Regions from separate parts of the Mus musculus genome. Here region 1 is linked to region 2. Evidence: chromatin contacts called from public Micro-C data. All regions are on one chromosome and are shown on one strand. The core of a region is the stretch at or near the end of the contact, and the rest is flanking DNA. Distances in the headings are between cores, read along the strand shown.

Region 1 (3,821 bases), core at 118-2,617, 120 kb before region 2:
GGGGGCAAATTCCCCTGGCTATCTGGGCTTGCCTAATGAGATTTAAAAAAAAAAAATCACACTTCACCAACCATTCTGTATGTTTTTTTTTTTAATAAGATTTTTATTTATGAGTATGTGTATGTTTTTGGGTGAACATGCTGGATCCTGGAGCTGCAGTTACAGGTGGTATGTGGGTGTTGGGGACAGAACCACAGCCTTCTGCATGAGCAGTCACGGTTACCGGCGGAGCCATCTCCCCAGCTCTTTGTTAGTTGCTTTCTCATCACCGTGACCAAAGTACTTGAAAGAGACAAACTCAGGGAGGAAATGTTTATTTTGGCTCAGTTTCAGGGGGATTTCAGTCAATCACAGGGCGAGGCAGGGTGGAGTGGCTGTCCTGACAGGAGCATGAGGCAAGGCAGCTGCTCACATTTTAATGGACCAGGAAGCAGGAATAGATGGAACCTTCAAAGACTTGCCCCCAGTGACTTCACCCCACTTCCAGACCCCAGCCCTTCAGGGCACAGCTGGAGACCAGTGAACAAACAGACCAGGGCTTCAGTCTGTGAGGCCACTGTGAATCCAAAGTACAACCCTCCAAGTGACCACAATGGAGCAGAGACTGCAGCACGGACTCATATGAAAACCTTTCTGGTTTGCTAATGAGACAGGATGGATGTGTGCCCTGCACATACACATGTCTAAAGGAGGTTCTGCTGTCCTACTCAGTCACCAGCTGCCCATTCCCAACGCAGTAAAATGGGTCGCTCAGCTTCGCTTTACCACCTGGTCACCATGCTCTGTGGGTGGAGTGAATTGGGGCAGCACGAGTTTGTGGGAGAAGGTCCTTAAGCCACTCATCCACAGTGACAGAGCATCACCTCTGGTGAAACTTGGAAGTGGCAGGACCTCTTAGGATGGCTTTTCGTGGCTTGGTAGGCAATAGGGTAGAACAGGTCTTCCTGGGGTGTCCAGAGATCACACAGTGACTGCTACCAATAATTCGAAAACACTAAGTGGATTAAAATGCCAAAACCACAGGACACAGAGGGAACTTAGAAACCATACATGAAACAGAACGAAAGGCAACCTCTGCTTTAGGAATGCCAGGCTGCAGAGAACCAGGATGCCTCTGCGCTTAAATGAGGACTCAGAAGGCAGAAGGAACAAAGGAGCAAGCGCGTGCTCTGCAGAGAATAAGCAGGCCTGGCGTGAGGAAGGGTTGCCATCTTTACAACACCCAGGCTTCCTGCTGTTTCCGGAACAGTGACACAACCTGTTGTGAGCGCAGCAGGCACCTTTGCCCCAAAGCTCACTTAGGAGTGAGCTGCAAGCAGTTAACACTTCGCTCATAAAGTGCTGCCCCAGAGGTCTCAGTTATACCACACCCTGACCTCACAGCGGCTGCAACTCTAGCGAGGAATCAGTGTGGAAGAAAACCTGAGATCCCAAATCTGAGGGGTCAGCATGTATCAAGGGCTCCCTCTAGTGGCTACGGGGAAAACAGCTTGAGATTTAGGCTGAGAGAAAATGGAGCCCCTACACAATGCTGAAGAAAGCACCTTTCTAACTGTGAGGAGGCAAGGTAGGCTGGAAACGGCTCCCAAGAAGTCTTTGCCTTAAGTGGCACTGTACATCAGACATTAATAGGCTCTGACACTCTAGTCCCAAATAATTTGGCTCTAAACCCATGTCCTTCAGGCTTTGGGGCTCTATTATATCACCACCACCACCACCACCACCACCACCACCACCACCACCACCACCACCACCACCACCACCACCACACACTTGCTTCTCTGCACACACACCAGAAGGTGTCTGATACCTCGGGACTTAGTTACAGGCAGCTGGAAGCTACCCGATATGGATTCTGAGAACCAATCAGCAAGCGCTCTTCTTAACAGCTGAGCTATCAATTTTAATGGCTGAATAATTTCTTGAAGACACTCAATTACACAGTCCATCAAAGATAATGTTCAAACGTTAAGGTCTCTGGAAAACTCATACCACAGTGTGCCAACCTGACAGAGTAAATATATCCACATTCTTTTTGCAACCCTAATCTCCACGCTGCCTCGTGTTCTGTGTAGCTACTGGCTGCCACAAGGCCTCTTACACCCAGGAGACACTCTGTCTCTAGGAAGGGGTGCCTGTCGGCCACACGGTGGCAGATTTATAGATAACACTGGCACCTTCCTTGCAGAAGCCTGGCAACTGGAGGTAACTCAAGTCTCCCTGGGACATGGGTAAGTGTGACCTAAGTGTTCCTAAGTTGGTGAGTTCTTTAAACAAACAAACAAACAAAAAACTAACAACAAAAAAAGGCAAAGGGCAGAGACAAAGTGAAGGTGGCAATCATCTATAACCTTAAAATTCGTCTTTGTGTAACGTGCAAGGCCACCTGCAAATAAATGTGTGAGTTTCTTGAGAGAAGGGACCCACGGCTTGGTTCTGTTATCTAAGTGTGCTAATATGTTCACTTGGGCCACCTGCCTGATCTGGGCTTCACATCTCATCTGTAAAATTAGAATATTAAACTAAAATAAAGAAATGCATCTCTGGAACTAAATATATTCTAACTGCAAGGTCCCGTTATTTTTAGCTTAATGTGCAAACACCAAAGCCATATTTAAAGAGGACTTGCTTTGCCAAACCTGAGCTCTAGACAAACCAATGTTTCTTGTAGAGATGTTAATCTACTTTATCAAGATTTAACGTGACCCAAGCCGTAACCTATTTCTAGGCAAGGCTACGACTAAACCAGATTTCATTGGCGTTGCTTTTCCCAGGTGAAATTAGACACAGGGCAGCAGGGCCCCACCCTCACAACAGGGCAATGCTATCCAACAACACAGCATATAGAGAGAAAATGAACCCTCAAGGAGGCACAGCTGCCTACAGGCAGTGCCCACTCTGCGAAGCCAGCAGCTCGCTGCTGTGGCCTGTAAGGACCACTGGCTCGGACAGCGAAGTCTCCTCCCAAACACCATCCAACCAGCAGGCTCCTGCGAGCTGAATGGAGAACTAGCTCCTTCTAGAGTTGTTAGGAAACCTTTAAACCATCAAGCCAAGTGAGTGTTTGAAAACACATTTTTGCTGATGCTTAATTTTAAAAAGAATCATTAAAAAATCAGTTTTTGCCCTTTCCCACTTCTGAATTTGTACTTTCCAAAAACTATTCTTAAAATTGTGTCATTAAGCCGGGAGTGGTGGCGCATGCCTTTAATCCCAGCACTCAGGAGGCAGAGGCAGAAGCAGGCGGATTTCTGAGTTCAAGGCCATCCTGGTCTACAAAGTGAGTTCCAGGACAGCCAGGGCTATACAGAGAAACCCTGTCTTGAAAAAAAAAAAAAAATTGTGTCATTTCCTAAAAAATGTCCACACTTTTGAGTACGCAAATCCTAACCAGTCTAATCTGTTATTTAGGACGGATAACACAGCATTAAAGCGCTCTCCTTGCTGATCTCCAGAGGCGACCATCATGAAAGTCCCAAGTTTGATGCACATGTTAAGCTGGGAGTGGTACATACACACCTCTGAGCTGAGTTCCTGTGGAGGCCAGAGCAGAAGAATCACTGGAAGTCAAGAACCTAAGACCCGTTTGTACACTAGAGCTAAACCCCAATTACGGTTAAATAGCTAAGGATGAGGCCTTCCTTCAGGTAGGGGTCTTATGCTCACCGTGTTTACACACGCACAAAATCCTGGTTTAATCCCTGGTTCCAAAACATTATCACAAATTGTAAACTTCTTGGGCATCAACCTGCCACTCACAAACTCACACACCTCTTCTGACGTTGGGGCTGTCAGGCTGGCTCAGCGGGCTAAAAGCACTG
Region 2 (3,866 bases), core at 1,293-3,792:
GGTGTGGAGACAGAGCATTCCTCTCTGCTGGCTCACTTGTGCCTCACTCGGATTGCAAGAGTGCTAGCAATTCCTCAGGCCGCTTCAACCTTCTCCAGAGTGAGTCTACTTTCAATCATCACTGTGTTGCCAAAGGAACAGAGAGCCAGCGCACAGGCACTCTATAGAAGCAAGCCCCAGCCACCTAACTGGTCTTCAGCATCTCCTTTCAGTGGGAGACGGAACTGTAGGAAGTATAAGGGGCCTGGCACCAACACCCAGCGCCACTAAATCAGAGCCGAATGCACATCTGGGGTGCTCTATTTAAGAGAAAGGGACTCTTTGTCACAGTTTGAACTTCAGTGGTGTCATAAGGGCAGCAATATCTATCAAATACCATAGGCATATCTCTTTCACGCTTAAGCTTTCACGGTCTGAATGAAGGACAAGACCCCACAATGCCAGAGCAACCGGCAAGGACATCTACCCTCTCCGTAACGGCTTTTCACACAGCCAGACTGGAAGCAGCCTAGTGGTTATGACGAAGGCACTACCATGCAGCAACACGGATGTCTCCAAGATCTCCAAGAAAAGAGGCAGGATCTGGTATGACATGGGCTCAATCTGTTTTTAAAAGCCATCCATGGGAGACACTATCCAAGAAGAATTCATTGGTGTTGCTTCTGGGGAGGAACTAGGTTTTAGGGTGGGCTGAAGACACACATCTCCTTAAACACCCTTGGGGCTATTCAGATTGTCACCTGGACACATGTTACCTCATTTTTTTAACAGTGAGAGAGAGACCGCTGCAGAGCTTAGAAAAGGCCACCCACCCTTGCAGATTCTGCAGCTGGGCTGCAGCAACATCCACCTGTTATCTCCCAATGGGATCAACAAGGAACAGTTAGCAAGAGGTGTTAATTAGCTGGGAAGCTACCCACTTGCCTTGGGATCTTCCTGGCCTACAGTGTGTGAAATTCCAACTTGCATGGCTTTGACACTGGGTCTTCAGCTCACTGCACCTGAATTCTGAACCGTAACAGAGTTCCTGGACAAGTCATCAGAGTTTTGGGGCCCTATCTGAGAGCTCTCTCCCCTGCACCCAGGCCAGTGTTCCCATACTTTTGAGGTTAGAAGGCAGGAGCAGTCACAGGAAATGACCCAGAAATCAATGATGTGGGGTTTGAGAGTAATCACACACCCACAACCGGAAGCCAAAGTTATCTCGACAGCAGGTGAAATAAGTCGGGCCTGCAGGCAGCTCTCGGAGGCCTAAAATCAAAGGCCTCAGAATCTCCTCTGAATCTTTGCAGCCTCTGCAGCACCTCTCTTAACTAGGTTGGCCGGTTGGTAGTCTCTGAGGATAATCCCCTGCTGGGGATGACAGGATGAAAGGGGTGGGAAAGCTGTCAGTTCCCAAATTAAGCTTGAGAACGGCCTATTTGGGGAGAGGAGGAGGAGGAGGCTGGAGGATAACAATAAAAAGCAATAAAGGGAGAGGAAGGGGAGGGACTTGCCAGGGTCAAAAAGGCAAGAGGCCCACCAAGACACAGCCTAACGTGCTCTAATTGTCTAGGCGGGAAGAAAGGGGACACCGCGGCGCCACTCTCCTGGGGGAGGGTCTCAACTTGTTTGATCGCGCTGATCTGTACAGAAAGGTTCCGACCCCCGTGGCCTGCCAACGGCGCCAATGACCAGCATGAGCTCTGGGCCCCCGGAACTATTAGGGAGCACCGCCCGCAGCACCTTCCCAGCCCACCCAACCCAGAGGACAGACAGGATGCCAGACGCTTTCGAGGAAAGGCGGGTGGGGAGAAGGAAGCCCTGGGCGCTGACGTGTTGCAAGGACCTCCCAAGCGCACGTCAAACCCCGGGGTGCATACTCCCGCAAGTGGTGACTTTCTCCGGTCCAGAGTTCCCATGCAGGGAGGTAACCCTGGGGCCTGGTAACACAGGGTGCAGGGGAGCAAGGGAGGGTGGCAAAGGGCAGTCTGCTCCCGGACGAACTCACCTTTAAGGAAGTAGACCCGCGGGCCGGCGGGCAGGCAGGCCAGCAGCGAGGTGAGCACGACGCGCGCGGCGCTCTCCTCCCGCAGCTTCTGCCAGTGGCGGCTACCCTGGTCCAGCACGACCACCGCCGCCACACCGCCGCCGCCCTCCTGCAGCAGCCGAGCGCGGGCCGCCTCGTCGGGCAGCACGTAGCGCGCCGACACCGCGCCGCCCCGGGCCCGCCGCAGCACCACCGAGTTGAGGTTGACGTTGAGCGAGCCGCGCACGCTCGACGCGGCGAAGGCCAGGTAGGGCCGGCAGTCGAGCACCACGCAGCGCGCCTCCGCCTCCTTGCGGAGCATCTTGCGCAGCTGGCGCCCGTCGAGCGACGTGACCTTCATGCCGCTGCCACCCAGCGGCCCGACGCTGCGCGCCCCACAGCTGCCAGAGGACGGGCGGGCCACCTCGCGGGGGCTGTGGCCTGCAAACGGAGCCCGGCGCGAGGGGCCGCGCGACGCTCTCCACGCCCCGCTCGCTGGGCTCCCGGCCCCGCCGCTCGCTGCCCCAGAAAGCTGGGGATTCCGCCGGCAGCGCAGCGTTTTATGTGAATGAGTGCGCGTCCTGTGACGTGAGTGCCCATATAAGGCCAAATATGGGTATTTCCCCGCCCCCTGGCTGACCACGCCCATGGGTGGAGCTTGCGGGCACCCGCCTCCACCCAAGGAGCAGGCTGGAGAGAGGGCGTCTTAGAGCGAGAAAGAGGAAGTGGCGGGCGATCGCTCCCTCTCTCGGGGGGCCCGGCGCCGAGAGACTCACTCACGCATCACCCCGGACTACCGGTGGAGTGTCAGGAACGCCACCAGGCCGAGGTGACCCACGCCGTGCGGGAAGAGGAGGTGACCGTGGCCGCGCTACGGAGCCCCTGGGGCCTCCCGGTGAATCCCGGATTCCGGTCGCTCCCGGTTGTGTCTGCGTTTGCAAGGAGATTTAGCCTCTGAGATGAGCCGAGATGCGGCGTGGCTTGGTCATCTTGATACTGGGGGCTTCTTTCTAACACGTTACCCCCACTTTTGTTACCTTTTAATTTTCCGTAATAAAAGTTCCTGAGAGTAAAAAGGAGGAGTTGTGAATGGGTGAGCCGGAGACGTCAAGTGGATTCTACTTCGGATGATTGACAGTCCCCTTTTGGCTCTCTCCAAAGATTGCTCTCTCCAATGTACCACCCGAGCTTCATAGTGAGACCCTGCCTCAAAGAACAAAACAAAACAAAAAGCCCCACCCCCACCCCCGAACAATACACCGACTCGGGAGCTCTGTGGTTCTGGGCAGCTTGTGGGGAGCTGTAAGGCTCAGTCCAGTTAAACTGTTGTCCGGGTGGCTTCTGGATTTGTGGGATTATGGTGGATAAAATGTAATCCCAGGCTGTCTGCCCCCGCTATTCTCTCGGGAGCTTCATGCTGCCTGCCCCCATTCCCGGAAAATTAAGTGTGATTTGTCCCCTCTGCAAGTATTTACTGAGGGCTCTGCTAGCTGTCAGGGCACGTGGGATGCAAATGCGTTCTGCCTACAAATCCTTTGCCAACTATTTCACTGTTATCTTTTCATGGAAAACAAAACAAACCAAACCCTTGCATCCATTTACAGCCCCCATAAGTGGATGAGATTTTTTTTTTTAAGGAGAAAGCAGAAATCACATTCTGCTATCCAATCAATCAGCCCAGCAACAATAATGGCTGGCATTGCTTCTGGGTCATATCTTCATTCAAGCAATCGATTCAATCACTGTATACTCTGTCCTGAGTATTCAGTGGCTGGCCTGTAATTTTAGCATCTTTGAGACTGAGAAAAAAATATCAAAAACCCGAGGCCAATCTAAGCAATATAGACGCCCGCACCCA

Evidence for each region. Hi-C and Micro-C count contacts between places; a contact is called where the count stands out from the background.
Region 1: a contact with region 2 is called in a Micro-C map of the HL-1 cell line, with 4 times the contacts expected there. The contact joins the enhancer-like site here to the promoter of Dusp5 in region 2. A contact is called at or near these places in 2 of 484 Hi-C or Micro-C datasets (the HL-1 cell line and cortical neurons), 1 of 115 datasets of contacts at active chromatin or transcription factors (pancreatic cancer cells) and 3 of 9 other capture datasets (adipose tissue, liver and pancreatic islet).

Annotation. Positions count from the first base shown.
Region 1 is chr19:53,646,562-53,650,382 of GRCm38.p6, reverse strand. No RefSeq gene overlaps it. Among named protein-coding and RNA genes, the nearest start is that of Gm46653, 27 kb to the left of the region's middle. Within about 2 kb of position 1,367, at least 80 of the 459 cell types and tissues checked have an H3K27ac peak or open chromatin away from gene starts, as enhancers often do. A contact at or near this core is called in the HL-1 cell line, cortical neurons and pancreatic cancer cells, where this site is marked.
Region 2 is chr19:53,527,821-53,531,686 of GRCm38.p6, reverse strand. Dusp5 (dual specificity phosphatase 5) reads right to left here and starts at 2,542. Exons shown (of 4, transcript NM_001085390.2): 1 at 1,991-2,542. The coding sequence starts at 2,369.